Linked DNA regions of Mus musculus: all the other regions are linked to region 5. A link is a contact called in public HiChIP or PLAC-seq, Micro-C and promoter capture Hi-C data. All regions are on one chromosome and are shown on one strand. The core of a region is the stretch at or near the end of the contact, and the rest is flanking DNA. Distances in the headings are between cores, read along the strand shown. Region 1 overlaps Sorcs2 (sortilin-related VPS10 domain containing receptor 2). Region 2 overlaps Sorcs2 (sortilin-related VPS10 domain containing receptor 2). Region 3 holds the start of Tbc1d14 (TBC1 domain family, member 14). Region 4 overlaps Sorcs2 (sortilin-related VPS10 domain containing receptor 2). Region 5 holds the start of Sorcs2 (sortilin-related VPS10 domain containing receptor 2). Region 6 overlaps Sorcs2 (sortilin-related VPS10 domain containing receptor 2).

Region 1 (4,917 bases), core at 2,150-4,649, 140 kb before region 5:
GGAGGTGGAGGAGACCTTAGGAAGTGGGGCCTGGCAGGAGGTCCTTGGGATATGGGAGTGCACTCCTGAAGGGAATTATGGGAGTTTAGCTCTTCGCTCTTTGTCCTTTGATTCCTCCCTTGAGGTGAGCACTTTGGTTCTTCTCTGTGCTCCCTCCCACCAGGATGCCTCCCCGGGCTACAGCAACAGTCTCCTGACCATGGACCACAACTGCCAGAACCATGAGCCAAAACCAAGCTTTCCTGTTAGAGGCTGGCACTCTTGGGTCTATTACAGTAGCAAAGAGCTGACTGTCGGGTTTTCTTCCTGATTAAGCTGCTTCTTTCCCTTAAATAAGAGCAATTCGCATCACAAGAAAGGAAAAAGAGGGTGACTAGCCAACTCCCCCCAACCAGAGATCAGCAAGACTCAACATTCACAGCTTAAGCATCTGAAGAAAGCCCGGCACCCCAAAAGCCTAGTCACGGGGTATAGTACTTAATCCTATCAAGTTGAGGGATGTAGAACCATCCAGGTGACGAGCCTCTAGGTGTCTCCATGAAGATGATTCCAAAGAGGTGTGACCAATGAGGGAGGACCCTACCAATATGGGCAGCTACCATCCCTTGGGACAGGATCCTGGGCCATGTAAAAGGGAGAAAGTGAGCTACGCACCGGCATTCATCTCTTTGCTTCCTGGCCTGGGACGCTATGTGACCAGCTATCTCGGATTCCTGTCATCACTGTGCCTCTCCAGACACAATGGACTGTACCCTCAAGCCATGAGCACAAATAAACCCTTCCTTCCCTAAGCTGTCCCATACTTTGTTACAGCAGCAACAGCAAAGGCGAGAATAGACTGGGGAATGCCACAGCTTACACTAAACACCTCTGGAGCCAGAGGCAGGGCCTACAAACTCAGGAAGCTGCTCCCAGAGAAGCCAGGCCTGTGCAGAGGCTCACTCTGAGCGCTGAGGCCCTGCCTAGTACCGAGGATGTGAGGACAGACACCTGGCCCTCGTACAACCGGAACCTTCACAATCTCTGAAAGGACACTGCCACTTTGAGGATGGTCAGTGAGGAGGCCCTGGGTTCTGGCAGCACTCATGTTACTTCCAGAAGTCACTGCTGCTGAGACCCTTGAAAGCCTAGAAATCTTCCAGCGTGTCCCCAGCTGGGGCCGAGGGCAGCCAGCCACACAGACGAAGCTGACATATTGGGCAGCGGAAGAAGATTCGTCACATTTGTGCTCCGAAGGCCCGAGACTTGATATTTTAAGGCGTTTTTAAAACAACATTTGGTGATTTCTAGAGCAGGTCTCTGCAGCTGTCGGCAATGTATTTTCTAAGCATAGCGTGGCCTAGAGGAATGTAGCACTTGAGAGGGTTTTTGGTGTAAATCCAACAAACTTCTAGTGAGTCCCTTGCCTCCGCTTAGAAAAGGAATCCAGAGGCTTGGAAGATTCTGCTTCCGCTGGCTACACATGGCCTTGAGCAATCTATGTATGAAGTAAGGAGCCCATACCCTCCTGCTCATGGTAGGAGGAGGGTTGAGAGGGTAGCTACTACCACTCATGGTTCGCCTATGGATGGAGACACTTCTGCTAAACATCACAGCATATCAGCCAAGCAGCCTTTTGGTTTGCATATCTCGGATGACAGTTTAGCTGGACCTGCATATTTCTACCCGTTAGCCCCTGTTGGAACACACAGGCTGCATCTGCATCTTTGTCCACTCTATACAAACTCTACAATTCCCCTGACTTCCCTCTAGGCTGCTCCAGCTCTTGATGAACATGTCATAAACCGATAAGCCAGAAAGTAAATGACAGTCATGTCTCAAGAATCTTGCATTTGGTTTTTCATTATTGGGGATTAGACCCAGGGCTTTGCTTGTGCTAAGCATCTATCTGTTTTACTTCTGAGCCACACAGCCCAGAAGCAGTAATACAGGAGACTCCACTCCCAGCAAGCCTGAATCCTCAGGCACTGTTCCCAGCACAGGATCCAGGAGGCAGCAGGACTTCATGACAACCACACATTTTGGGTTCAGATGTTAAGACACATGCAATGTATATATGACAGACGTGAATAAAGGGGCGTGAGGTACAGAACAGAAGGGGCTCTGACTCAGGCCTTTCTTGGTGGCTGTCTCAAGCAAATTCATTTGGAACTATTGGGGCTGTTCATGGTGGGTTGCACAGGGGTCGGGGTGGGGGGAGCTCTCCTCTAACAGCCGTAGGATAGGCAGGACAGACTGAATCTGGCTTCCAGCTGCCTGAGCAACCAGACTGAGATGAGGGGAGTGGGGATGACCAATATTGGTGGGGATGCTCTGAAAGACATCATCAGAAGCCTGTACCTGATGCAGGAAGGCAGGGACACCCAGAATGTGTCATGAATCATCCAGAGTCATGGGTACAATGGGTGGCTTTCAGTGGCCACATCCATCTCCTCTGTGTGGCCATGCAGAGCCACTTCCTTTGCATTTGTGTAGTTCATGGAAGCATATCTGTGATGAACGATGATAACCCTGCCTCTGAGAGCCATTCAGACCAATCTGGTTATAGCTAAAGCCTAGAGAAGACAGGCCCTTAGGTTCTCAGCTAACACTGGGCATGTGAGGAGGATGGAAGTTTTCTGAAACCCACTTTATGAGCTCTCCCCAGGGTGTGCACAGTGCCTCTTTCTCCAAAAGAAGATCTGTTGGTGGTTCTGCAGGGGCCAAGCATGTGGCTGAACTGCATCCTAAGATTATCAACCTGAAGGCTCCCTGGATGGAGTAAGCTGTTCTACAGCAGACACATCACATCAAAATCCCCAGCAAGCTTCTGGCTGATGAACTCCATCAGCAGCTGTGGCACAGAGCCCTCTTCCATGGGGGTGAGGGAGGGCCCCATCACTATCCCATCACCATCCCCTGGGGCTAGAAACAGAACCCTCTCCATCACTGTGACAGCAACAAAAAACCTGGAATTAAGAGCCTCGTCTAAAATTGACCGTGATTGAAAGTTAATGATGGTGCAAATATGGCAAAATTATTTCCACGTGCGTCATGATGTGGTCATGGCATGCATCCGGGAACCAGTGACGGGCATCTCCTGAGATCCTGTGGTGCACGGGGCCATGTGGCTTTCTGATGCACCCCTTCCTTAGCATCAGAACACTTGGCAGAGATCTGAGCTGTCACCGCCATCACATCGCAGCCCTGGGGCTTCGAGGACACATCTGCCTGTCAGCATCCCGGGTTGGAGTCCTTGCTCATTACAGTTTATAATATCACGCCAGAGACCAGCCCAGCTGAAGAGCATTCCAGAAACTATAGCAGAAACATTTAACCACCACACAGTGTGTCGGGAGGTGTGCATGGCACACCCTCCTTTTCTCCACACGCACTCTAAAGTGTCTGTTTACTTGTCTACTTCCAGATCTTTGCAGACACCGGCCATGTTCACTCCCAGCCCTAGTACAGAGCCGGGGTCTAGCAGACAGCTGTAAGTACTTACGGAAATGGAATGTGGCACATGATCTCTTTATGGTAACTTAGAAAAAAAACTGTGTGCTTGCACGGCTTCACAGGAACCATATGCATGTACACAACTCCACAGAACCCCTGACAGGAATGTGTGTGTGCACACCTCCACAGGAAACCACAGACACATGTGCACGCGCGTATCCGTAAGAACCCAAAGAAGTGTATCTGTGTGACCACAGGCTAGAAGCATGGAGCTTCTAGAGTATGATGGGAAGGAAGTAAGCAACTTTGAGTTAGTCAAAGATTCTCAGGTGAGACATCAAAGCATACAACACATACAGAGAGAGAGAGAGAGAGAGAGAGAGAGAGAGAGAGAGAGAGAGAGAGAGAGAGAGAGAGAGAGAGGAGAGAGAGAGAGAGGAGAGAGAGAGAGAGAGAGAGAGAGAGAGAAGACTAGATCTACCATTTATGAAAATGTGGGTACTTGTCCTGAGTTTCTTTGATCTGGCATCTAACAGTTAAGAGATGGAGGGGCTGGGTGTGGCTTAGTTTTAAGCACCTGCACAGCACCTAAGAGACCTAGGTTCCACCCCTGGCACCTCAAAAAGGAGAGAGGAAAAAGAGAGAAGAGGAGGGGGAGGGGGAGGGAGGAGAAGAAGGGAAGGAAAGTATTTTACTTAGCTTTTCTTTTGTGCTAACACTGACCAAAAGCAACTTTGGAAGGAAAGTTTTACTCGGTTGCAGACTATAGTCCACTACTCCATCCTCAAGGGAAGTCGAGGCAGGATCCGAAGCAGAGGCCACTGAAGATCACTGCTCACTGGCTTGCTCTCTCCAGCTTGTTCGGCTACCTTTCTGCTACACTGCAGAGCTACCTGTCCAGTGGGGCTACTGCCCAGGGAGTGGGCTAGATTCTCCCTCATCAACTGGACCCTCCTTCATCAATTGTCAGTCAAGAAGAAGCTCCCGTGGAGATGCCTGTGGGCCAGTCTAGTGGGGAGAATAACAAGGCAATAAAAAGGCCTTTGAACATATTTGAACACTCCCATTGCCAAAGAAAAGCTACAGATGGCAAATGAGCCCAAGAAGATGTGCTCGGTGTCATTAGTTACTGGGGGAGTGTAAATTGAACCATAATACAAACCATACACTTATAAGAATCCGCAAAATGTAAAAGTTGACAATATGGGGGCAGCTGACAGGGATGGGATAACCAGTATTCTCCTGACCCAGGGTTGGGAACTGAATGATTCTAGAATCAAAATGACATTCTTTTATGAATGACCTTAAATGCATTCTTTTATCATTAATTAATACATTTATTCACTTTACATCCCAATTGCAGCTCCTCTCCTACCATTCCCCCACACATACAGCTCTTCTCCCCATCCCTCCCCTTCTCCTCTGAGACAGGGGAGCCCCTACTTCTGTTATCAACCCACCCTAGCACATCAAGCCACTGCA
Region 2 (4,572 bases), core at 584-3,083, 170 kb before region 5:
TTTTCAAGTCCATGGGTCTTCTGGGAAAGGATGGGCGGAGACACGGTAGCCAGCTGAGGAGGGCAGCCAGGATCTAGCCATGGATGAAGAGGGACAAAAAGAGTGTGGCTGGGGAACAGAGAACAGGGCAAGAGCCAGTCGCCATTTAGAAAACCAATGGCATCCCCAGAGCTTAATGACAGAGCATGTCATGGGTTGAGGGGTAGCTCCCTCGAAGAGATATTCACGTCCTGAACCCCATAAATTACCAGGGGTCTTTACAGAGGTGGCTCAGTTAAGATTCTCGAGATGAGATGTCCCAAATTGTCTGCTCAGACCCTAAATCCAGCAGCCACTGTCTTTAGAAGGAATACACAGCGAGACAGCCATGTGGAGGCAGAGGCAGGGGGGCTGACTCAATAACTCAGCTGGTAAAGTGTCCACTGTGCAAGCGGGAGAACCCGAGTTCAATGCCTGGAACCCACGGAAACAATGCAGACACTGGGGTACACACTTCTAGAGCTGGGGAAGTGGAGTCAGGAGTATCCTGGGGTTTGCTGATCAGCCTGCTTAGCCCGCTGGGCCAGCTCCAGGCCAGTGAGAGATTCTGCCTTAAAAACAAGACGGCAACAAAAGCGACTGTCTCCAAAGGAACGGCACTGAGGATTGACCTTTGGCTGCCACAGGCACGTGTGCACGGAGGCACGCACACCTGCACACTGTGTCCACATGCACCTGGGCAGTATTGTCACATGCGTATCAACACACAGCAGCAAGGTCTCAGTGACACAGCCACCAGGGGCTGGCAGGGACACGATGACCTCCTTTCCCAGTCTTCAGGGGAAACACTGCCCTGTAACGCCATGGTTTGAACCCTGGAGAGTCCCTGGCTGTTGTTTTAAGTTCCCCAGTTGTGGTCATTTGTCCCAGTAGCACAGTAGCCACTGTGCCCAGAGTTTTAAGGATGGACAGAGTGTGCTGACTCTAGCTTGAATGAGGAAGCCTTAGGTAGGCCCTGTGAGCCCAGAGAAAAATGAGATAGGAGACTTCAATTCCCTGGTGCCAGCCAGCAGGTCCTAAGATGCGGATGTCTCTCCCAACCTAGGGTACTGTTCACAGATCCAAGTCTGGCAGAGGATGCAGAGAGAAGGTGCTGGTGATGGGTCAAGGAAGCCCGTGAGGGAGAGGCTGCTGACGTGAGGCCCATTAAACACAGAACAATTAAAAATGCATTCAGCTTCGATTTCCCAGAGCCATTTTCAGAATGTAAATACCAGACCTGTCATTAAAAATGTATTTATTGTGATTACACAGGAGAATTCTTGGGAGGATCGGTGTGCATTCAGTAAGTGTGTATTTAATAACCCCGCTTAATACGTGTTCTCCAGACACTGGCACCTGAACCATACATTCCATGGGCCTCAAGTGCAGACAGCACGTAGGCAGCACCCAGAAAAGCACAAACAGTGTGTTCTCATCCTCTCGGTACCCTTTGCCCTGTCCCAGTGTGGGGAGAAATACAAGAGCAGATGACATTCCAAAGAGAAAAATATGATCAGAGCAGCATGGAAACTGTTCCTCGCCAGGACTCGAAAGGATGCTGGAATACTGACAAATGGGTAAGGCTTAGATGAAATGTCATACTAGTGCTGTGAGCATCGGATGCTCCCCAGGTGGGAGCTGGGAGCACTGGACCCTCCCCAGGAGGCCAAGGCCTGGAAGAATCAGCTCAAAGGCCCGTAAGCAGCCAGGAAAGTAATGGCTGGGCAGGCCTCACAGTATGCAGAGTGGAAGCCTGGTTTATGAGCAACAGAGAAAGGAATGCAAAACTTCAGCTCCAGGCTTCTCAGACTGTTAACTCTGTGCAAGCACATCAGCACAGAAAAAGCAACATAGAAACCCAGAGAGTCGCTGCACCCGCGGAGGAGATGGGGGAAGTTTCTGGAAATGACTAATGCTTCTGGATGCATTTTTAATCGAGCCGAGGAAACGTCTGGGTGGAGAGACAGTGACGAGATGAGAAAAATTAAGATCTGTTGCTTCGCTTTGGGGGAAATCCAAATTTAGACATACCGTGCTCGGGGATGTTCTGTGAGCCACCTCATCCCATCCCGCCACCTCCCTCTCCTCCATTTGACCAGCCTCACACAGAGGATCTGTGAAGAAAGTCTCCCTGGCCCAGGGTTCTAACAGGGTGCTTTGGCCTCTGGGACTCCCTATTGGCTTCTGAAGAATTTAGAGCCTGTCACTCAGGAGTCCTGACCCCAGGTAGCCTTCTCTGTCTTCCATATTCCACGAGGTCCCAGTTAGGTCTCAAACCCAGGGCAAATGGCTGTGGTGCCTATTTAACACATCAAAGTAGACACTGGCCTCCAGGTTCTTCCTACAACCCCTCAGTCCCTTTGTACCTTTGGGCCTCCTGGTTGCTACACCTAGTAGCAACTATTCCCTTCCCCCTTTCCCCACAGGGAATAGTTCAGTCTGGTCACGCCCACTCTGGACTCTCCCAGATGCCCCCTGCCTCTAACTCTTCCCTTTATCTGCAATAAACGTGCTCTTCCAAAGTTCCTTAGAGAACTAATATTCCTTTTCATTTCTGTTTTATTCATTTATTTATTTCATTTAGTCACCAGCACCTACGTCTAGGAAACACCTTGCAAAAGCCTGACTGCCCCAGGGAAGCAGCTCGACCCAAACACCAGACACCATTCTAGACAGTCCCACTTCGTGCACCTTTAGCCAGGCTGAGAAGCCACCGTGAGTGGAGGAAGCTGGCATTCTGGAAATTTTTAGGGAAGGTATCTAAGGGGGTAGTTAACAGAGAAGCCCGGTTGCCGGTGTCTAAAGTCTGGGGTAGCCGAGGATTTTTGTTTACTGCACACGAGGAATGGCGGCTAACTCTGCTCATGTAGCACAAGGAGACTGTCAACATAGCAGGAAGGTGAACATGTCTCTATGCACTTGCTGTCCCAGGTGATGCCCCTAAGCCAAACTTCTAGTGAAGCTAAGAGCTCCTAGGATTTTATGTCTTATCCATCTGTGCATTTTAGATGTGTAGACATGTATGTGTGCTATGGCACATGTGTGGAAGTCAGAGGACAACCTGCAGGAGTCAGTTCTCTCCTTCTACTGTGTAGGTTCCAGGGATTGAACTCGGGTTGTCAGGCTTGCTGGCAAATATCTTTACTCACTGAGCTACCTCACTGGCCCACCACTGGAATTTAATGCCTCCTTCATTCTGTAGCCTCCGTCCCCCTCCTCAAGGGGCCTCAAGAGCCAGAGCAGCAGGACACATTGGGAGCATCAGAGCCACCTCAGGAGAGCTGAGCCCACACAGGAACACGGCCCATGGCTGGCTGCTTTTCTCAGTATTGTCAGGAGACGAGTTCCTGGCTAAGGGAGTTAGCCCTTAGCTAAGTTAGGGAAGCAATAACAAAAACCCAAGGGGTTTTAAGTACCACAGTGACCTGGGCAGTTGACCCCAAGGAACACTGTCATCACAGAAAAAAAAAAAAAATCCACCTCCAGGCACCTTCTGAACACTCTCCTAACAGGCCACAGAGATAAGAAAGGTAGGATGTCAAACCCCACTAATAGGAGCCAAACCAAAACTGAAGAGAATCCCCACGACCCAGAGGTGCAAGTGGCTCATCCTGTAAGTCATCCTAATGAGCCAGGCACAGGGATGCAGGCCTGGTCCAGCACTCTGGAGACAGGGGCAGGAAATTGCTTGATAAGTTTCCAGGCTAGCCTGGGATACAGAATGAGACCCTATCTCGAACAAACAAACGGTCCCAACTGGCAGGTATTTTTCAAATCCAAATTGAAATGAATTAATCACTACTGGAAAAACACACAGAGAAGACAAAATGATCCCACACCAAGAATAACTGGAGGGGCGAGATTCTCATGGGAGGAACGATACCCTTCCCCCAGAGCCAAAGAGGCCTCATGCTCCGAGCAGAGCTGAGGATGATAATGGCCAAAATGGGCTCTGCAGCCTCCTCCTCCTCCCTCCTCTCAGACATCAAAGACAGTCTGATGTCCTTGGGTCCAATTCATGTTTCACATATAAAGAGATATCCCGCCTGGGTGGGTTATTTATTTACAGTTCTTTGGCTAAGCCGGAAAGAAAGCAAAATACCCCAACAATGAGGCCAGCCTGAGCTTTGGGGGGGCTTGGGAGCTGCCTATAGAGCCCAGAGCAGAGCCAGAGATATTGTGCAGTGACCTGGATTCACGCTGCCAGCCTCCTCCTCCGGGGAGGAGGCAGAAAGAAACAGGAGAAAACAACGGGCAGAAAAGAAGCGGGAGGGGAGAAGCGGTCCAAACGGTTGTCCATCTGCCAGCGCCCTTTGTCCCCATGACGAAACTCCTAATCCGCTCTCAACCTCTCCATTATGCCTTTCCAGCCACTGAGAAGCGGTGGGCCCCACTAGTGGGCAGGAGCCGCTGTCCTGGGTAGGACTGCAGCCTCGGCCAGGAAACTGGGAGATGATGACACACAGGCGTATGACGAGAAAAGCCCAGCAGGCTGACTTACCTCCACAGAGAACTTTCCAGAACCTTGCCCATGTCTGCATGGTAGTACTT
Region 3 (4,697 bases), core at 589-3,088, 180 kb after region 5:
CACAGACTCCTACAGAGCAAATCTTATAATTCCTCCTGGAAGATAAAGATCCTATCTATGTTACTTTCAGAGAGAGGCAGTTTCAAGTTTCACTAGGCCTGGTCAGATGGTATCTCTGACATTCTCAGCCTCACTGGGGCTCCATCAGGAGTCTGTGCTGGTTAGCACCCTCTGGAAATCTAGCCAAGCCCCAGAAGGGGTGACAAGATCCTGAGTAGGGCTTGGGGCAGAGGTCAGGTTGTTCCTCTAGCCTACCAATATGCCCAGTACTGTGAGGGTCTCTAGAGATAAAACGGGTCCTACAGCCAGAGAGTAGAAGATCTGAGGAGGACATAACCCAGGAAATGAGTCTGAGTAGAGCGGGGTCTACAGTCCCTTCCTGAAGGACCTTCTGCAGTCCAGGACCAGGATAAGGAGGCCCAAGGTCAGAGAGGACCCAGTGGGTCAGGAGATTTAAGAGGTTTGGCAGTCTGAGAAGAACTGGGCATGGGGAGGAAGAAGATTTGAACACACCACAAAGGGTTGAGGAGGAAGGACTGAAGGGGACAGAGGTCTGAACAGGTCAGAGATCTGAGGAAGATACAGGCTCAGATCCTCAGAGCAAACTCGGTTGGTAGCCCACAGCCCCGTGAAAGTTGGACGAGCCAATCGTAGCCTCCGGTCTGAGAAAACTTTAGCAAGATTTGGGAAAAAACGTCTTAGGGGGATGGAGATCCGAGACACATCAGGGGTCTGAGGACCATATCTGAAGAGGCCAGGGGTCTGAGGAGCACCAGGATCTGAACAGGAGAGGGGTTTGAGAAGGACAGAGATCTGAATACCTCAGGGTCTGAAAAGGAGTAAAGGCAGAGATGTGAACAGGACAGGGGTCTGAGGACGCTGGCTCAGGGCGCACAGAGCAGACACCTCTACAGCTCGCAGCACCACATCTGAGGAGAAAACTTTTCACCAAGTTCTGGAAAAGGCGCACGTCGCGACAAGCGCTGGCCGAGGGCAGTCGCACGTCAGCCGGACCCCAGCCCTCCCAGCCGCCCTCTCAGACCTCCCTGCCTGGCCGACGCAGCAGCAGGTGGCAGCGGTCAGCCATCCGCAACCTCTCAGCTTGACCCTGCAGAGCCCCCTCAGTACCCGAGCTACCGCAGCTCCAACGCCATCTCCCCGGCCCGTGGCCCGCAGCCCAGGCCCCGTGGGGCCCGCAACTCGCTGGGCTAAGAGCGTAGACTCCGCAGATGCCCAGCCTCAGCAGGTGCTTGCCGGCCGCCCGCGGCTAAAAGCAGCCAGCGCCAGACCCCACCCCCGCCACGCCCACGCCACGCAGCCACGCCCCCACAAGGCTGCTTCTCTTCCCTTCCGCTGAGCCTCTTTAGCCCAACACCCAACGCAAATCGCTCGCTCCCAGGGCCTCAGGCGTACCGCCACGCCCCGCACTCCAGAGCCACGCCCCCGAGAGCTCACTAGCCACACCCCACGCTCGTCCCTAGTCACACTCCGGGGGACAGGAGCGTTACCACGCCCCGCGCTCCCTATCGCCGCCCTCACGCTCCCTAGCCACGCCCCCGCTAAGCTTCCACTGCTCTTCCGCCAGGGCTCTCGCCCCCCGCCGCAGCTCCGTAGAGCTTAGGAGCCTGCTATTTACTACCGCTGCTCCTCCGGCCTGCCAAGTATCCGTCCTGGGTTTCGGGAGTTGTGTCCCTGGCCCTTTTCTGTCCTCAGGCCCAGGAAGGGCTGCAAGGAAAGTTCCGAGAGAGTCACAGTGTCCATACCGGCACCGCAGACGCCTGGCGGAGGCCCCTTACCTGGTCGGCTCCGCCCGCGGCCATCTTGGAAGTGGGAAGTGGGAGGGAGGGGGAAAGCAGCGCATGGGGCTGATCCAGGCGTGGGGAGCCGAGCGGCGGAGCGCATCGATGGGACGCCCCTGTCCAGCAGCTGGGGGAGTCTTAACAGCCCACGGGAGTATTTAGGGGTACACGTGAGCGCAGGTTACAGATCATTGACCTTGGAATGCCCTCCCGGTATAGCCTTAGCCTGTCACCTGTCAAACGGGCTTTTCTGATCACTGTTTCATTGCGCTTAGTGCCTAGCGCTGTAGTTCGCCAACTTTTGTCTTCACTTTAATATTTCAGTATACAACGCCCAGCAGGCTCAGGAGGTGACAAGACAGGGTTCATCATCAGTGTGTTTTGAAAGTTGTGTGATGGTCTCGCTTAGGAACTAGAAGAGGCCTCACTAGACAGCATCTTTCTCTAGCCTGAGATACAGAGATCCACCTATGTATTAAAGGTGTGTGCCACCACACCTGGCTTTATGCACATTTTACCTTTTTAAGTAGCAAAAATTACAGAGACACAATCTATGAAAAAGTATAATTCAGGAGGTAGAAGTCAGCTAGAGCTGAGCAGAGTTAAGCCAGATGTCTATGGAGGATGTCTTCTATCAGGCCAGGTCATTGTGCTGCATTTCCCTTCCTGAACTCACCTGCACTCGTTTCCTAAGCCTCAAAAAGCAGAGACATGAGTGTTTGTTGGATCCATACAAAGGGTACTTGGGATGATTTGGGTTTATTCTAGGAGTTGTCAGACCCCGAAAATTTACAAACACAAACAAGCCCCTTTAAAACCTGACTGCATTTCAGCCAGGAACCATCACATGAGGCTGGAACCATCACAGTCCTACAGGAAGAGGAATTTCCCTGCCCTGGCAGGTACCTGGAAGCAAGCAGGAGGAAATCCATTTGTCTTGGTTACAGTTCTGTTTGTGCTAGCCTCAAAGTTGCAACCTAGAAAACAATGAGTTTGAACTCCTGATCCTCCCGAGTCTACCTCCCCAGTTCTGGGATTATAGGAATGTACCACCACTTTTGTTTCAATTGTACATTCATTTCAAAACATTAGGTGATGGTTCAACCTCTGTACAACTCTCTCAAATATTTTAAAATATTTTCACAAATCTGAACACAGTCCAGAGGAAGGGCTTACAAGACCAAGGCTATATCAAAAGCTATGAAATGCACACCGTCCCCAGGGATGAAAGAAGACAGAGAGAGGTTGGGGGATAGCTCAGTGGCCTGACTTCAGTTCCAAGGAGGGTAGGGAGGAGAGAAGAAACAGACCAAGAGTCGAGCCATATCTGAGTGTCTTGGGTCTGCACATGTGTTGTAACTTTTAAACTTCCACATGGCATGTGCTGTTTCACAAGGAAACAATGTCGGGTCCCACCCAGCCACCTGAGGCCATGAGGTTCTCAGTCCATCACACCAGAGCCTTCAGCTAAATAAGCCCAGCCCTGTGCCTGTTCAATGCACAGGAAGAAGGTCTACCTGAGAGCCTGACAGCATTGACTTTCATCGTGAGACCCATCCAAGTAGGGTGTCTGCTGGGCTGGGGGACTCCAGACTCTAGCCATTCTAGGAGCCTACAAACTACTTGATAGACACTGGCTTCAACTTCCCTTTCTGGATCATGACTGTAATTACTCTAAGCACCAACTTACAATGGCAGGAGGGTAGAGGCTTAAATGGACTGGGCAGTCTTTTGTTGGCTTGCAGAGAGCTGAGAGACTTGCAGGGCATCCCTCAGGATTTGCTACATAATAGAAATTTCAAAGGTGCTTAAGTTCCTGGCAGTTTGAACTGAAAACAATGCCAGGTTCCATCACACCCATTGGTGCCCTCACAGCTGGATTTAAACACTGACTGGGAAGCAGGAACTGGCTTCAGTCTCATTTCAAACTTCAGCACAATGGATTCGTTCGTATTGGATACGCACAGGAGTCCTCACGACTCCTCACCTTCCAGCCATAATGCTTGAGTATCAGTTTAAAAACCTGCCCTCAAAGGGCAAGAGATGGCTCAGCAGTTAGAAGCACTGTCCTTTTGACCAGAGATCCTGAGTTCAATTCCCAGCAACCACATGGTGGCTCACAACCGTCTACAAGGGGATCTGATGCCCTCTTCTGGCCTGTGGATGTATATGCAGTAGAGCACTCATCCATTAAAGAAATAAAGACTTTTTTTTTAATATTAGAAAAAACAAACAAACACCGAACCTTGAGATGACAAGGGACCATTGTCCTGTCTCTGGAATCAACAACTCTCTGTGGTGGGCAGGTTTGCAGCTGGCACCCTCTGACCCTGCCTCACCCTCAGTAGCCTGGTGCCAGAGCCCTGGTTTCTCTCTGGGAACTCCTCCTTACCCTGCATCCCTCTGATGTAACCTATGTCTTACCTTTTGCCATCAGTCCCCAGAAGCGGTCTAGATAAAGCCTCATTGTAACTTGCGTCTGAAACAAAAACAAAGTGAACTGCACTAAGGGGTGTGGTCACTTTCCGCAGCCACTTACCCCCTCAGAACCTAACAACCCCCTCAGGACCTAACACTTAACCCCCTCAGGACCTAACACTTAACCCCTTCAGAACCTAACACTTACCCCCTTAGAACCTAACACTTACCCCCTCAGAACCTTACACTTCTAGCTCCCAGATACAGAGAAAACACCCCTCTTCAAGTTGACAGCTCTCCCAGCAGAACCCTGGGGGAACTATTCCACCTCTTCCCCTTCAGGCTTTGCTGGAGGGTTCCAGAAGGACTGCCCTGGTGCTGGTGTGTGGCTTCTTTGATGGCTGCAAACCTCTCACTTGTGGACAGAAATACCAGCTTCGCAGAGACTCTGACTGACTAACTCCTCAGATTCTGTCCCTG
Region 4 (4,791 bases), core at 397-2,896, 210 kb before region 5:
TACTGCCATCCCATCCTCACGATGGCAGAGGGAAGTCTGTGTGTCGATGCCTGGGGAGATGTCATGCCTTTCCCTGCATCCTGGGGGAGCCACCAACTTTACACTGTGAAGAGAGGAGAGATTGATATAGTTCTCCTGCATTAAGAGAGAAGCTTTGGGGGAGCAGAGACTGAGCCGGGAAGGTAAACACTGGTGTCCTGGTAGTGGGAGGGTTCTGCTCCAAGTGGGAGAACAGCCAGAGTCTGCCTCCAGCCTTGCTCCAAAACACAGACACCAAACCTGTGCACCAGACCGCAGAGAGCATAGTGTGTGTGTGTGTGTGTGTGTGTGTGTGTGTGTGTGTGTGTGTCACACAGTGAGAAGCTAATGAGGGTCACTTCCCTGGTACTGAGTCCAGGCCTGTGTGCCCTTTTCACTCTGTTTCTGTAGAGGGTAAGCAGCAGCATGGTGAGGACCTTGACCTGGGACACTAGTACATCAGGTGCCTGACCCTCAGTCAGAAGTTGCAGGTGAGGCTGGGCTATACACAACCATAGCCGGGCTTCTGTCAGCCCCAACTCCTCCAGCCCCCATGTCTGCTTCCCTCTGCCAGGCTAGCCCACTGGCCAGTCTCTCTGTCTCTTTGTCTGTCTGTCTCTCAGCTTTTGCTTACCCTTTAGCCTCTCACCAACCCCAGAGAACATGGTCTGAGTACAGTTTCAGGCACTCCTATGGAGAGGATACTCCCACAAATCCTCACTCCACATTCAGTAGCTCAACCCATCACACTGATAGATAGATGACCAATCTGCCCATATGACCCTCCGCAGCCTCAAATCCCCCAATGGCTCCCTTGCACTAAGACCCAGGCCACCTTGTTAGTGAGGCACTCAAGGCTTTCTGCCCAGCCACCGGCAACCAAAAGTGGGTGTGCCCTCCACTTTCCTAAAAAGCCCCAGTCCCTCAGAACACAAGGGTTTTGGTGTACCTTCTCTGACAGGAATAGCATCTCCACAGATCCACAAACATCCCACAATGACTGTCACAAAAAACTTCCCACCTATCCCAGCCCACAGAGCCTTCTCCAACTTCTCCAGCCATGACAACTCTTCCATGAAGATTGGTCATCTTACAGAATTCTGATGTCACTTGACAGTGAAGCCATTTGCATCCATTCTGCTGATCTAACCAGGAAAGTTCCAAACTGTACAAACTTAGCCAGTTCACTGTGGTCCAGCATAAACACTCCTGTGCACCATTGATGAGTGAGTTAATGCTGGTTTTAAAAACACTGAATAAAGACACTAGACACTCAGCCATGGACCAGTTTGGACTCTGTGAGGAGTCCAGGTATCATGGGGGGGGGGGGGGCGGGGTCCCTGCTGGAAGTTTCCTCCCACCTGTCTGCAGGCTTCAGGTACAGTGTGGGAGGCAGATTTCACAGCAGGCTGGTGAGCATGAGGCCCCCACTGAAAGATTAATCAGGTCATTTGTATGCGCACAGCAGCGACCCAGGACAGCGAATGAGAACAACAGCATCTCCCCAGATCTGTCAAACTTTCCTTCTTACCATTTCTAAATTCAATAAGCACAAGCCACTGGCCTCATCCCCCAAAGTTAAACAACAGATTGCTTTGCCAATCTCAAACATGTACAGTTCTAGCCAGGACAAGGTGCAAGCTCAGCCTGCTAACCCCTGAAACCTTTGGGTCCAAAGCTTCTCCTGCCCCACACCAGAGATCCCAACACACACACACAAACACACACACACACACACACACACACACACACACACAAACACACACAAACACACACACACACACCTCACACATACTGTGTGTTGGCATCTCTTCTGTCAATCTCTGCTCAAAACGTGATTTGAGCTCTAGAAGCCCTCTCATTGGCCCCTGTCCCCACAGTCAGCTGCAATGTACATCCTAGACTAAAAACCCAGTCCCTCACACAAGGCTATTTCCTCTGAATGACCAGGCTGTGCAGTTCATCCTAGTGACTCAGGGATCAGGGTTCTGGAGCCCATGTTCCTACAGTCTTTCATTCAGAAAGACACTCAGCCACTATGGCCAGACTGAGTCATGAGGCCAGTTTCCTTGGCCAGGTGCCTGGCCGCTGTCTCCCAGTCCTGGGTCATGTACTACCAGTGATTCAGTTTCCTTGTCCGTTTACTGGGTCACTGTCCCACTGCTATCCTGTAAGAGGCACAGACCATAGGCCAGCACTCTCAGCGCCACGGCACTCAAAATCCTCATCTTTAATGATCCTTGCCTTCTGTCCATTCTATGTAGGAAGAAGCTGAAGTCCTGGAATGTGGGTCACTTGCTTGGGACTCCTCTGAGTTGTCATGAGGATGCTGTGATGGGCGGTTTGACCCAGTGAGTGCCCACTCTAAGCAATCATTTCCCATTCCACTCAACAGCTGTTCCAGGCAGATTCGGGAATCAATAGCGGCCTTTATCCACCGAGTTCCCCTCAGTGCCAAATCTGATGCTGGGTACAGAGTCCCCAAGTCTCAAAAGAAGTGGGTCTGCCCCTGAAAGTCTCTGCGGGGGCAGGAGCAGGTATGTGAACTTCAGGGACTTATATGGCACACAGGAAGACAGGATGACAGAGGAAACAAAGATGGCCACACTCTGTCTGACTTCCTATATACCAGTGGCTGCTATCCCTCTGCAAGAACATAAGACAAAGCTGGCACTCCTTAGCGTCACGGTCATTGAAGCCAGACTTGAGATGACAATAGCCTTCTGCCCATTCTGCAGAGGAAGAAACTGAGGCCAAAGCATCATGGCCCAGTTCCTGGGTAGGGAGCTAAAATGAATGTAGGCTCCCCATTGACTGTTCTGTGGGCTCTTTGTGAATTGGCAGCCTGGCTAGATTTCAAATCCCCTAGAAAAGAGGCTTCTGGGGTGTCTATGAGGGTGTGTCCAGGGGTCTAACTGAGGAGAAAAGACTCACTCTGAATGTGGCTGGTACAATTCCAGGGGCTGACATCCTATACTGAGCAGAAAGGAGAAGACACACTGAACACTGGCATTCACCTCCTTCTCTGATGACTGCTGACACAAGGTGACCAACTGGCTCAGACTCTGGCCACCATGCCTTTGGACTGTCCCCTCAGACTACAGAGTCAAATAAAACCCTTTCTTTCTCACCTTGCTTCTTGTTAGTTGCTTCTTGCCTCTCTGATCACAGCAAAGAGAGAAGTCAGATCATGTCTTCCCATCTCACAGTTACTGGAGCTCAGAAGGTACAGAGCGCAGAACCAGATTCAAATGCTCTCCCCTGATGTCTCTCCCCAAGTTTGTGCTCTGCCCTTCCTTGAAAGCTCACTTCATTCCTCAGAGCCATGTACCAGGACAGATAAGGAGCCCATCAGAGGGAAGACACAGGGAAACTGAGGCAAGAAGAACAACAATCCCAGAGGTCTCTCTGTGGTCCTGGGGGTGAAGAGACTAGTCGGACTACATGGGCTGTGGACACAGGGCATGGGGCATGGGGCTTGAGGCTGAGGCTCCTGGGTGGGTCCTGACATGGACTCAGAGGTGCTGGACTAAGTACCGTGTCTGAGGGTCAGGGCTGTACCCCTAGAGGATGACCACTTGCTGTGGGGACAGAGGATAGGTACCACGCTTTAGGTGTTCTCGCCAGCATCCCCAGCATGGTCACTGATAGGAGCCTCTGGTATATAACCATCAGCATCCCATTTCCTCTTCTGTCTCTCCCTGTCGCCACCATTCCTACTTTGGTACCTCATGGCAGCCCTTGAGTTCCTGGAACACTGATCATAGCCATTCAACATTTCCCCTGGTAACCATACAGCATCTGCAGCCATCAGACAGAGAAGGGTCTCGGTGACCAGGCTGGCAGCCTGGAACTCAGCCGTTGGTTACTAAGAGGGGATGGGGGTGAATGTGAATGGAGAAGCTGATCATGGTGGAGGGGTCAGGGGCCTCCTGCTCCTCCTCTGGAGATTCCTCTCTAGCCCTTTTCACATTCTGATAGGAAGCAAGCCCCTCTCAGGGAGGGCAAACTCGAGGCAGTAATTATTTTATTAAGATGGAAATTATGAATAATTCAATTTGGGGAGAGAAGGGTACGAGTGACTGAATGTTGCTTCCTTGAGCCTGACATCACCTCTTGCTAATTTCCTTTGACATCTCTGGCAGGGCATCCTGAAGAAGGTTCTGGAATACTTGAGATGTGCCTTCATCTTGGGCATTTCTGATCCCTCCAGGCTGGAGGAGGGAGGGGGGAAGATCAAAGCCCTTGATGACAATGAAGTGCCTTCGCTAGCCTGCTGCATGAAAAATTCAAACGCTAGGCTTGGCCATGTGTGTTAAACACGCTTTTGTGGGAGTCGGAAGGCCGCTACAAGTTCATAGCAGGGTCACAGGGCTTACATGGAAATGCAGCCAGTTTGTTGGGTGACCTTGGAAAACTGATCCCATGTGACTACAGGACTGGGGACGGCAGTATGTTACTTCCTAGCTCTGAACTTCCAAGTCCCTGTGCATTCAAGTAACCATCCTCTGTACATGGAAGGCCAACAAGCCCACAACCCCTCCCACGATGCTGGACACCACCAGAAGCCTGGGAATATGCATGGGCAGAGGTGGCAGAGAGCCCCCAAGTGACTCTCCACATAGTGGGGGCATGGCAGGATCATGGTGGCCAATAGGAGAAATGTCACTGGGAATATTTTAGATACCTAGGCTCCAGGTGGCACCCCCCAGATTGTGAGGGGGATGGCACCCTTAAGTCTGGACATCAAATGTGTACTCCCAAGGGTACACT
Region 5 (4,683 bases), core at 2,022-4,521:
CGTCAGCTGGAGAGGCCCTGTTTGAACTTCCAAGTGAGTCCTCTTCCCTATCTCCATGGGAGCGGGAAAGAATGGAGCCTTCACAGGGAAAACTCACATATGTTCCCAGAGCTGGAGTGACAGAGACTGTCTGGGAACCAGCTTGAGTCCCGCCATCCCTCAGCCCATCCCTTAGCGGGATGCTTGGGATGCTCACTAATGTCTTTCAGAGAGTCTGTGCCCCTCCCCCAGCCCCCCTCCCCTAGCGGTCTTGTTTGGAAAAGCACCTGATGTTATAAAGCAAACACTCTGCTGTGGACCGCATCTGCAGAGGGCAGAGGCAAGCAGCAGAAAGGCAACCCCATAAAGACAGCACTCACAGAGTCCCTCAGTCTACTCTGGTCTCATCCAAGCTTGCCGAGGTGGTGCTTCAAGCAAGAGGTACAGCCAACTGCCAAGTGCTGGCTCTCATCTTTGTCCCTGTGGCTGCACACTGAGCACGGAGGGGGAGCAGCGCACTTCCAAGACACTTCATGTGCCAAGAATGTGCTGTGCACACCAGATCTAAGAGAACTGTGTTTAAAGGAACCGGTTTCCTGAGGCAGCCCTCACCCATCTTTTTCTACTCCTGGGTTTTCTCAGACAAGGTAAACCTATGAGTGCATCCCCAGCCATGGGCTGTCCGTCAGGGTTTCTGGAGAGAATCTTCTGCAAGGTCCATGAGAGAAGGGAGAAGACAGAAGACAGAAGTCAGAGAGATAACCGGGTAGTGTTTCCGTGCTGCCCCTCACATTCATCACAAGCTAGGTGCCACCTAAGTGCCAGGCTGGGCCCAGGTGTCCACATCTTATGCCTGCCCCCATGTGATAACGGCTGCAGAAGAGGGTCCCTCAGAGCTCAGCCAGTCATTCTCCATCCTCAACTCTCCAAGGTGCCTATTCAAGGGGCAGGCTATAATCTCATAGGGGGTTCAGCTGGACAGCAAACAGCCCATACTAGAGGCAGCTGGTCTCTTTTCCTATAGATCCATCACCCCCACCTGGTGTCTCACTCTCTTTCATACCATGAAGCTAAGTGACAAAGTGACAAGATAGTTGAATTAACCACTTCAGCACCTCAGATCCAGATCTCAGTGTGTTTCTGTCCCTTTCAGTTCTTGCATTCTGGGCTACTTACTATTCAGTCCTCAAGAATGGCCAATGGCCCAGGGGTCCCGGTTTATCATTGGGTGCTAGCCAGCACTAAAAGGCTGGGACCAGCGGAATACCTAGAGGCGGAGGGCTTGGTCAAGGTGCAGTTGAGGACATCAGGGCACCTCAACTCCCTTCTTGGGAGGAACACCCAAGTACTCTGTTCAGCACCCTGACTGCCCCCTGCTGGCCAGATGCATCCACAGCACCAGCTCTGCCCTCTGAGGGCTGCTAGTCTTCCTGGAGATGCCATTAGCTTAGGGACCAGTGAAGACACCTGCACCCTGGACAAAGCCAGCCAGTAGGGAAGGGGCTGGCAGGACTGGAGTTTAGGCCAGCCAAGGCTACATGGTGGTCCCTTCCCTAGTACAAATGGAAGCCTCCAAGCAGTCACCGAGAGTGCGAGGAGAGGAGACGGGGAGGGGGGGGGGTGTTTTAAAAGTGTCTGCAGCTTCATTATGTCCACCTGATAACCCAAAGAGAAGACCCGCTCACTCCACTTCCCAGTGCATGCAGGGACTCTGGCCCTATGCAGTCTCCTAAAAAACTTGGAAGACAAGGAAAAGAGGTGGAGTCACCTCCTGAGGGGTGGGGTGGGGGAGGAGTGGAGAGTCTGTGTGGACTGTGGTACAGGCAGTGAGGAGGGATTCCTGGCTCTCTCTCTTCATGAAAACACACTTCCCTGGAGAGCAAAGGCTTGCAAACCTGGAGTGCACACACCTGAGATTCCCCAGAGGGGACAGAGTGACTCTGACCTTTAACAAGGAAAAACAAACCCCTTGAGGTGCACTACCAAAAAAAGGAACGGGGAGTGGCTGGATCCTAAATCTGGAAGAGCAGGAGCGGGATGGACGCTGGAGCTCTCCGGGCAGAGGGAGAGGCATGGGAGAAAGGGAGGGAGGGAGTTGGCGCACTGCTCTAAAGACCACAGAACGTTAAATACTATTAAACACCCCATGGTCCACTCGGACCAAAGACAGCTGTGGGGCACACTAGGAGGAGCAATCCTAGAATTAAGAACCTTCGAACAGGACATGGAACTGTCAGGGATATCATGGACCCTGAGGTCAGCATAAATGAAGTAGTAAGGACGCCAGAGGTGGCAATTCCAGAGGTGTTCTCTGGAGCTGCTGAGTGCAGTGCAGTGTGTGGGCGACCCACCCACTGTCCACGCGGCGCAGAGCTGGGTAGCCCTCAAGGACCTGGAGTTGTCCCATGCTGCCCAGATCCTGACGACTCTAGGGACCTTCCCTGTAGCCCAGATCTAGAGGCTAGGGGTGTTTCTGGTCTCCAGATCTTCGGAAAAACCTTCTGAGCGAGACAGAATCTCACAAATTCGAGGACCCTTCCAAAAGTAACCCATAACCAGAAGCCAGTAGGGGCGCCGCCGAGGTGACCCGCGTCCCCCAAGTAGCCAAGAATGCCCAGCAGAGTGACCGCGGGTGGTCCGGAAGTAGGGGGCTGTGGTGGTCTCCCTGGGTATCCCGAGGTGTCCGGGCAGGGCCGGGGTGAGTGCGGAGGTCACTTACGCTGCTGTTCTCTCCTGTCCAGTGTACCATCGCCTGGTTGTGCGTCGCGTCTCCCTTGAGCACGAACGACGTGCTGATGAGCGAGACCTGTGCGCGCGAAGCCGAAGCCGCACCGGCCACCGGCACCGCCCGAGCCCTGCGCCCCTTGCCCGGAGCTGGGGCGCCATCGGTGCTGGGACCCGAAGCAGAACCCGGACCGAGACCCGGGACGCTGGGTTCTGATTCTCGTGCCTGTGGATCTTTGCGATCGCCGGACTCCGTGCGTCCCGCGGGCAGCAGCCTAGTGATCTGCACACCGGGACCCTGGCGCCCGGGCTGGGGGGAGCGCCCCATCGCTCCGCAGGCAGCCACCAGCACCAGCAGCAGCAGCAGCAGCGGCCACGAACGTGGCCAGCACGGCGGCAGCAGAGCCTGAAAGCTCCGGTCCGGCGCAGTAGGGCCAGGACGCTTCGGGGCGCTCGGGGGTCCCCGGTGCGCCATGGTCGCTGGTAGGTAACGGCGGGGCGGTGCGGACGACACCGCGGCCGGGAGAGCGGGAGGGCGCTGGGAGCTTGAGCAAGAGCGCAGAGAAAGGAGCCGGGAGGGAGGGAGCGCGGGAGGAGGGGACTCAACGCCGCCACGCAGCCAAGGGAGCACCGCCACCTGCCGGCCGCGCGCAAGCCACCGCAGCTCTGGGCTGGGCCAGGCCGGGCCAGGATGTCCTGAGTGCAGTCACACCTCCAAGACCCCTTCCTTCTTTCCTTCCTTCCTTCCTTCCTTCCTTCCTTCCTTCCTTCCTTCCTTCCTTCCTTCCTTCCTTCCTTCCTTCCTTCCTTCCCAGTGACTCCTAACTTTATCCTCGCTCCTCTTCTCCCACCCACTTTTCATCCTCCCTGACTTTCTCGAGGCGTCTACACTTGACCAGCCGGAGTTCCAGGCACTTGGGGCACAACAGGGTGCAACAAAGGGAAACAGGCCACACCCAAGTAGCCCGCTTAGAGGCCAAACAACTCCAGAGTAGCCGTTCTGCGGAGGTGGGGAGGGCGCCTCCTCCGGGCGCTGCTGGAGAGAGTCAAGGGGACGCCTGCGAATCATGAAAACCTGAAAGATGTTCCAGGCAGCTGAGGATAGTGCAGGAACCTTGGGGTGTCGCCCAAAACCAATTTAGTCCCTCAGACTCTGGCTTTATCTCCCACCTCCAGGGGGAGCCCCTGAACATATTACACCTGAGTAGCGGTAGCAAGGAGAGAAGAACAGAGAGGCAAGGTCCCAGCCAGAAGGTGTAGGCCAGCACAGAACATGAGGAAACTAGCCCCAGAGCTCACCAAGTCTTTAATTCAATGTCAATAAAAGCAGCCATTATTACCAGCCCCTCTGCCATCCAGAACACAAAGCAGGTGCCTGCCCAAATAAGGCCAAGAGTGCAGTTGAGCTTTGTCCCCTCGGCATCCTCTCAGGAGCAGGGTCTAGGAGACAGGGAGACTTGGAGACCAACACTGAAAGGCCCCGCTGCCTGCTGGGTCTCTTCACTCCAGGGAACAGAGTAGAGCAAAGAACAAAGTATCCAGCAACAACAGCTGAACTTGCTCCCAAGGTTGAACTCCAGTGCCCCCTCCAGGAATTTCTGTTCAGCACAAGTCATTTTGCCAGGGCTCCGCTGTGCCAAGCACTGAGCAGGACTAGAGCGCCTGCCCCTGCCCCGTGTCCAAGAAGGCCTCCTCCTGTGGAATGTGCCCAGGCTGCACCCTGATGTAAACTTCCAACCCAAAAAATTCAGGAGCTGAAGTCCAAAGCCAGGCAAGGGCGCACAGCTGTGGCGACATTTGGTCTAGCAAAGAAAGGGCAGCGAAGCCTGTCAGTGTGGGGCTGAAGGGGGTGGGGAAGGAGAGGAACCGAGAAGATAATGTGACCAACTCCCATGTGCCTTTTCCAGATCTGGGGAGTGGGGGTGGGGTGAAGGGGCTTCCAAGTCATAAGTGTATACTGTTACAGCTGTGGTCTCCTCC
Region 6 (4,839 bases), core at 2,199-4,698, 230 kb before region 5:
TGCTCTGAGCTGTGCTCCTGCCAGGGCCTGCCTGAGACCAGAGCCAAAGTGTGCTCCACCGTAGTCCTGGGATGCCCATGCGTGGGAGGCTCTCAGCTGCGCCAACCTTTATCCTGGAGCCCCGTGGATCACTACCTCTCTCGTTTGCACCCCTGGTCTGCTCACTGTCCCTCTGCGGCCTTCGCCTTTGTGCTTTACCAGATGGAAACGGCTTTAGTGTCCAAGTCCCCTGGGGGTGTGACCAAGAATGGACTTGAAGGCTGGGGTGTGGCTCGAGGGAGAGTGCTGGTCTCCCATCTGCCCAGAGTTCATCAGCAACAAAAGAATAAACCTGGAAGTGTTCTTTGATCAGCACACTGGCCTTGACTGTGCAGCCACTCTGGCCCCGCCCCTTTCTCTCATCCCAAGCATCACCTGAGCCCCAGACATGGCCTATGGGCTGTCTCCTCACTTCTGATGGTCCTGTCTAGGAAAGTCCACCATCCTAGCCGCTTCACAATGCCTCATGATCACAGCTCCATTGATCTGGAGCCTGCCTGGGCCCATGTGATCTTAGAAGGACAGAGCTGAGAGCATGGCCGGCTGGGGTTTGGCCAGGAACTCGCTTTGTGTCTGCTAAGGGTAGAAGATTCCCCTCCCTCACTCCCAGCCACACCACCACCCTGCAAGTGCACAAGCCCCAGCCAGGTTCAGACAAAATGCCATGCTCGCTGCACAGCCCACACCCACCAGGGAGACCAGGGTGACTGTTTCTGCCATGTAATTACAGTGGGAATTAGGAAATCACCAACCCTGCTGTCAGGTGCATAATTAATTTGGGAAATTTAATTGTGCCTTAGTGGGGGAGGATTTCCCCAGTGGAGACAGACTTAGAAAGGGGGACAGAGATGGTAAAACACCTACACCCGGCTTCAGTCTGGAGATGAACAGAGGCCATGCACGCGGTGCTAGACGGCAGATCCCACCTCATCCACAGGGAAGCTGAAGTGCATGGACATCTGCTGCTTTGCTCCCGGCCCAGAAGCAAAATGCCCCAGGCAGAACACACTAGCATGGTTTTCATCTTGGCTGCCAGCAGTGGCCAGCTGCTGTCATCCTGACATGGGTCACCACAGCTCAGAAGTGTCCCTCTTCCAGGTGCTTCATTTCATTAAGGCTGATGCCCAGCCCAAATATGGAGATGCCTGACTGCCCCTGAGGAGGCCTTGGTGCACAAGGAGCCCCAGGGTCCTCATGACATTCCCTAAAGGTACTCCTTTCTCCTTGCCTCGAGGAGCCAGGATCACCTCAAGTTAGAGACAAGCCCTGAGCCCAGTGTCCCAGAGGGCTCTTCCAGGATATAAACTGTGGGAGCCAGGTCCCCTCAGTTCATTCCTCCACATCTTCTGTGTGACATCTTTTGCCAGCCCTATCCATCTCATGTTTGGGCCTCAAGACAACTTGCATGTGTCAGAAGGTGGGGAAGAGGTCAGTGAATTTGGCAGAGGAACAGATGTGTGTAGACAGGGTTCAAGGCTGCTGAGGCCATTCAGAAGAGGTATAGACCACACCCCAAGGTCAAGCGTGCCTGGGCTTCTAGCATCAGTCCCTGCTGCTCTTTAGTCTCCAGGCTTGAGGTGGCTTGGTTGAGAATGGCATCCATAGGCTTATATATCTGAATGTGGTAGGGAAGTATTAGGCCTTCTTGGAGGAGGTAAGTCACTCAGGGTGGCCTGTGAGTTTCAAAAGCCCTTGTCATTCTATTCCTAGATTCCACTCGTAGAGTCTTCTCTCTTCTCTTTTTTCTCTTTTCTCTTCTTTCTTCCCTCCCCTCCTCTCCCCTCCACTCCCTTCTCTTCCTCTCTCTCTCTCTCTCTCTCTCTCTCTCTCTCTCTCTCTCTCTCTCTCTCCCCTTTCCCCCACCTCTCCCTCCTCTCTTACCTCTCTTTCTCTGCCTGGAGCTTATGGCTCAGTGTGTAAAGTCTGAGCTACTGCTCTAGAGCCATGCCTGCCTGCCTGCCTGCTGCCATCTCCCCACCATGATGGTCATGGACTCTAAACCTCTGAAATTCGAAGGTGTATTCCCACCCTACTTTGTCACCTCTTCCAGCCACTGCAGCCCCTCCTGAGTGCCCTTTCCTGGCCTCAGTTTGGCTCCTTGTCTCAGCTTCAGGATCCTCTGGAAAAGCCAGTCACAGAAAGTCACCTGAGCCTAACCACACAAGGTCTCTGCTGGGTCCTGTCAGCACGTGTTCATCTAGGGCATCACACTATACTGTAAGGAGACATTGCCTGAGGGAGGCTCTATGCCATTCCTAGCTCCTATACTTTACCTCTTGGCAGACCCCACACCAATAGGTGTCTTGCAGGGTGTTTACTGCTGTGTCCTCTACACTCATGTGACCCAGAGACCCAGTGGCTCAGAATAAGTGGGCAGGCAGCCCATGCAGGTGGCCCAGGTACCAGTGAATGGTGATGTAGAATTTTCTATGCACATCTTGTAGCTGGGAGGCGGGGGGGGGGGGGGCTGGCAATGCTCTACATTGGTCCCCAGCCTTGTGACAGACTATGGATACTTCCCCTAAGTCCCTGGGTATAAATAAGAAGGCAGGTTGGGCAAGCCATGGTGAGCAAGTTAGTAAGCAATACTCTGCCATGGCCTGTACTTCAGTTACTGTCTGAGTGCCCACTGACTTCCCTTCAGTGATGGGCTACAACTGTCAGTCAAAGCAAAGCCCTCCCTTCCCAGGTTGCTCTTGGTCATGGTGTTTATCACAGCAACACAAAGGCAGACACATCCACTCTGTTTCTTCTTCTGCTGCTGTGCTGTTGTTATTGGATCCCACGTTCCTCTGCTTTCCTATCCCAAGCCAGAGAGCTGTACGAATTCTAACCTGCAGGGGAACACTGGCTCTGTACACAAAGCCTTTGGCGATCCTTTGAGAAGACACTCTTAGCCCGCTGATGGAGCTGAGCCATCCTCAGAGCCATGTGCCATCCACAGCCTGAAGGTCCCTCATCCTACCGTGTCTCCTGCTCCCTGCTCCATGGGGACAGCTCATGGGATCCAGCGTGGACCCTCCCTACTCAGCCCAGCTGCTTTCCGGAGCTGTGGCCTTTCCAGGTCCGGCCCATGAATAATGAATCTGTTATAAATTTAGCAAGTGTCCTTTCTCCCTGGGACTCGGCCTTTCTCTTTATTTTTATCATGCTGGGTTTGTACGAAAATGAGCCCCTGGAAACACATATTTCTCTCTCTGATGTCCTGACAACCAAAATTAAGTTGCTAATTTTCTAGCTTCCGTGCCGAAAGCCACTGGCCGGGTGCCCTGAGCCAGGGACAGGGATACAGAGGGAGATTCTGGCAGCTTCCCGGAGAGTTCTATTTCTGGAGCTGTGGGTAGTGTGGAGAGAAGGGTTTGGCCTTGGCATAAATGCCACATGTCAGTCCTTGCCTCTCTGCAGCTGGACACATGAACACCATGCGAGGGTTAAAGGGCATCAACCTCCAGGTGAATAGTGAAGGATGTGCCAACCCCAGGCAGAAGCCCCATGGCAAACATCAGGTGGCCTATCAGGACCTCACTTTCTCAGCTTGCAGGGAGAACTGGGTGCAGGGTTTCTGGGAGGGTAAGTGGATTAGGGTGCACAGAGAGGCAGCCACATTGGTCCCATGTGACAATAGCTTCAAGGTTCCCTTTCCCCTTCTCAGGATTCAGTTCATGCTATGCTCTACCAAAAGAACCCACTGAAAGCAAGACATGCATGCTCTTGGGACAGCTTCACATCCTCACCCCAGCCCTGCCCAGCCTCCTTTGCAAGACCTCTGAGTTGATCATTCACCTGGGATTTGTGTCTCTCTGACTCTGGCTGCTCCCTGTATGGTCAGTCTCACTTCTCCCTCATGTATGGGTCTCACTCTGGCCCTTGCTTCTGTATTGCTGCCCACATGCTGGCTCTGCCAGGGCCATTAGGGTGATGTATGGTTTTCTGGGTAACCTCAGAAAAGCACTGAGTCTCTCAGGCATGGGCCAGTTCATACCAGCTGCTGTGTCCCATACCCTGACACTTTGGGACTGAATTGTGGTGTGTGATGGTTTAGGAGCCCAAGGTCATCTTAAATGGCTTTCATGGCCAGCTTGAGCCAGCAGCCTAGAGGCTAGACCATTGTAGACCATTGTGTCAGACCTGAGTGTGAAGCACAGCTCTGCCCCTTGGCAGCTGTGAGACCCTTTCTGAGCCTCATGAGAGTGCTTTGGGGTGATGGAGGAGGGTGTGGCACTGGAAGGCTTGGTAACCACTGATTCTCAGTGAATGGATTTCCTTCTTTATGGGAAAATGAAGGGTAGCCAACAGTCCTTGCTTTATAGACCCAAGGTTCTAAGAGGACTAGATCCTTGCCTATACTGTTGACCTGGGCCAAGCTGAGGTATGGTCTTGGGCTAGGGGAACTCCAAACCCTAGTTATCTGGGTCATTGATCACACTCCAGTAACCAGGTGGTGGAGGAGGAGAAACAACAGACTGGGTAGTGACAGGGTCCCTCAAGGAGCAGTGTTGGAGAACCCTGGAGGAAGTAATGACAAGCCCTGGATGGTACCTGTCCTGCTGTACTTAACAGATCAGGAAGTGGGTCCAGGGAAAACCCTAGCCTTCCCACCCATCTCTGAGCAGAATATGACCATCCATTCCCACCTGACTACTGGAGACACAGCCCCAAAGAGGTAAGAAAGCTTATGCAGGACCACACAGCTATACAGAGGTGGGGTCCACTTGAGGTCAGCCTGCTTGAACCCACATACCACCCTTCCTCATCTAGATGCCTAAGGAGGTTTCTCAGGAAAAGGGTCAAGACAAAATG

Evidence for each region. Promoter capture Hi-C pulls out the DNA fragments that hold promoters and counts their contacts. Hi-C and Micro-C count contacts between places; a contact is called where the count stands out from the background. HiChIP or PLAC-seq counts read pairs in DNA pulled down with a chosen protein or histone mark.
Region 1: a contact with region 5 is called in a promoter capture Hi-C map of second pharyngeal arch cranial neural crest, with 5 times the contacts expected there. The contact joins the enhancer-like site here to the promoter of Sorcs2 in region 5. A contact is called at or near these places in 11 of 39 promoter capture datasets (the 3T3-L1 cell line, 3T3-L1-derived adipocytes, the SN4741 cell line and 5 more), 1 of 15 datasets of contacts at CTCF or cohesin (large pre-B cells), 9 of 484 Hi-C or Micro-C datasets (the 3T3-L1 cell line, the HL-1 cell line, cerebellum and 5 more), 12 of 115 datasets of contacts at active chromatin or transcription factors (SST interneurons, craniofacial prominence, double positive thymocytes and 8 more) and 2 of 9 other capture datasets (embryonic stem cells and pancreatic islet).
Region 2: an H3K27ac HiChIP or PLAC-seq map of SST interneurons shows a contact between it and region 5, with 9 times the contacts expected there. The contact joins the enhancer-like site here to the promoter of Sorcs2 in region 5. A contact is called at or near these places in 13 of 39 promoter capture datasets (the C10 cell line, cranial neural crest, embryonic stem cells and 7 more), 5 of 15 datasets of contacts at CTCF or cohesin (the NIH/3T3 cell line, hippocampal excitatory neurons, large pre-B cells and 2 more), 68 of 484 Hi-C or Micro-C datasets (the AML12 cell line, B cells, the C2C12 cell line and 39 more), 25 of 115 datasets of contacts at active chromatin or transcription factors (the NIH/3T3 cell line, PVALB interneurons, SST interneurons and 17 more) and 1 of 9 other capture datasets (liver).
Region 3: a contact with region 5 is called in a Micro-C map of embryonic stem cells, with 4 times the contacts expected there. The contact joins the promoter of Tbc1d14 here to the promoter of Sorcs2 in region 5. A contact is called at or near these places in 2 of 39 promoter capture datasets (embryonic stem cells and pre-B cells), 1 of 15 datasets of contacts at CTCF or cohesin (large pre-B cells), 9 of 484 Hi-C or Micro-C datasets (embryonic stem cells, pre-B cells and trophoblast stem cells) and 3 of 115 datasets of contacts at active chromatin or transcription factors (embryonic stem cells and large pre-B cells).
Region 4: a Micro-C map of the HL-1 cell line shows a contact between it and region 5, with 7 times the contacts expected there. The contact joins the enhancer-like site here to the promoter of Sorcs2 in region 5. A contact is called at or near these places in 10 of 39 promoter capture datasets (3T3-L1-derived adipocytes, the HPC-7 cell line, cranial neural crest and 6 more), 3 of 15 datasets of contacts at CTCF or cohesin (embryonic stem cells, large pre-B cells and pro-B cells), 18 of 484 Hi-C or Micro-C datasets (the HL-1 cell line, LSK cells, cerebral cortex and 9 more), 18 of 115 datasets of contacts at active chromatin or transcription factors (SST interneurons, Th17 cells, VIP interneurons and 13 more) and 4 of 9 other capture datasets (adipose tissue, embryonic stem cells, liver and 1 more).
Region 6: an H3K27ac HiChIP or PLAC-seq map of VIP interneurons shows a contact between it and region 5, with 4 times the contacts expected there. The contact joins the enhancer-like site here to the promoter of Sorcs2 in region 5. A contact is called at or near these places in 12 of 39 promoter capture datasets (3T3-L1-derived adipocytes, the C10 cell line, the SN4741 cell line and 8 more), 2 of 15 datasets of contacts at CTCF or cohesin (embryonic stem cells and large pre-B cells), 6 of 484 Hi-C or Micro-C datasets (the C2C12 cell line, embryonic fibroblasts, muscle stem cells and 2 more), 16 of 115 datasets of contacts at active chromatin or transcription factors (VIP interneurons, craniofacial prominence, embryonic forebrain and 10 more) and 2 of 9 other capture datasets (adipose tissue and liver).

The regions. Positions count from the first base shown.
Region 1 is chr5:36,251,967-36,256,883 of GRCm38.p6, forward strand. The region is part of intron 1 of Sorcs2 (sortilin-related VPS10 domain containing receptor 2); the gene reads right to left. Among named protein-coding and RNA genes, the nearest start is that of Mir7689, 47 kb to the right of the region's middle. Within about 2 kb of position 3,400, at least 22 of the 459 cell types and tissues checked have an H3K27ac peak or open chromatin away from gene starts, as enhancers often do. A contact at or near this core is called in craniofacial prominence, embryonic fibroblasts, embryonic limb bud and 1 more, where this site is marked.
Region 2 is chr5:36,224,623-36,229,194 of GRCm38.p6, forward strand. It overlaps Sorcs2 (sortilin-related VPS10 domain containing receptor 2), which reads right to left. Exons shown (of 27, transcript NM_030889.2): 2 at 4,523-4,572. Among named protein-coding and RNA genes, the nearest start is that of Psapl1, 23 kb to the left of the region's middle. Within about 2 kb of position 1,834, at least 72 of the 459 cell types and tissues checked have an H3K27ac peak or open chromatin away from gene starts, as enhancers often do. A contact at or near this core is called in SST interneurons, VIP interneurons, adipose-derived mesenchymal stem cells and 14 more, where this site is marked.
Region 3 is chr5:36,580,559-36,585,255 of GRCm38.p6, forward strand. It overlaps Tbc1d14 (TBC1 domain family, member 14), which reads right to left and starts at 1,839. Exons shown (of 14, transcript NM_133910.3): 1 at 1,797-1,839.
Region 4 is chr5:36,186,420-36,191,210 of GRCm38.p6, forward strand. The region is part of intron 2 of Sorcs2 (sortilin-related VPS10 domain containing receptor 2); the gene reads right to left. Gm31945 (a long non-coding RNA gene) reads left to right here. Exons shown (of 5, transcript XR_003955889.1): 3 at 430-509; 4 at 2,414-2,555; 5 at 2,979-3,148. Among named protein-coding and RNA genes, the nearest start is that of Gm31945, 9.4 kb to the left of the region's middle. Within about 2 kb of position 1,647, at least 44 of the 459 cell types and tissues checked have an H3K27ac peak or open chromatin away from gene starts, as enhancers often do. A contact at or near this core is called in the HL-1 cell line, embryonic fibroblasts and pancreatic cancer cells, where this site is marked.
Region 5 is chr5:36,394,868-36,399,550 of GRCm38.p6, forward strand. Sorcs2 (sortilin-related VPS10 domain containing receptor 2) reads right to left here and starts at 3,272. Exons shown (of 27, transcript NM_030889.2): 1 at 2,699-3,272. The coding sequence starts at 3,178.
Region 6 is chr5:36,166,108-36,170,946 of GRCm38.p6, forward strand. The region is part of intron 2 of Sorcs2 (sortilin-related VPS10 domain containing receptor 2); the gene reads right to left. Among named protein-coding and RNA genes, the nearest start is that of Gm32183, 6.3 kb to the left of the region's middle. Within about 2 kb of position 3,449, at least 38 of the 459 cell types and tissues checked have an H3K27ac peak or open chromatin away from gene starts, as enhancers often do. A contact at or near this core is called in VIP interneurons, forebrain, liver and 3 more, where this site is marked.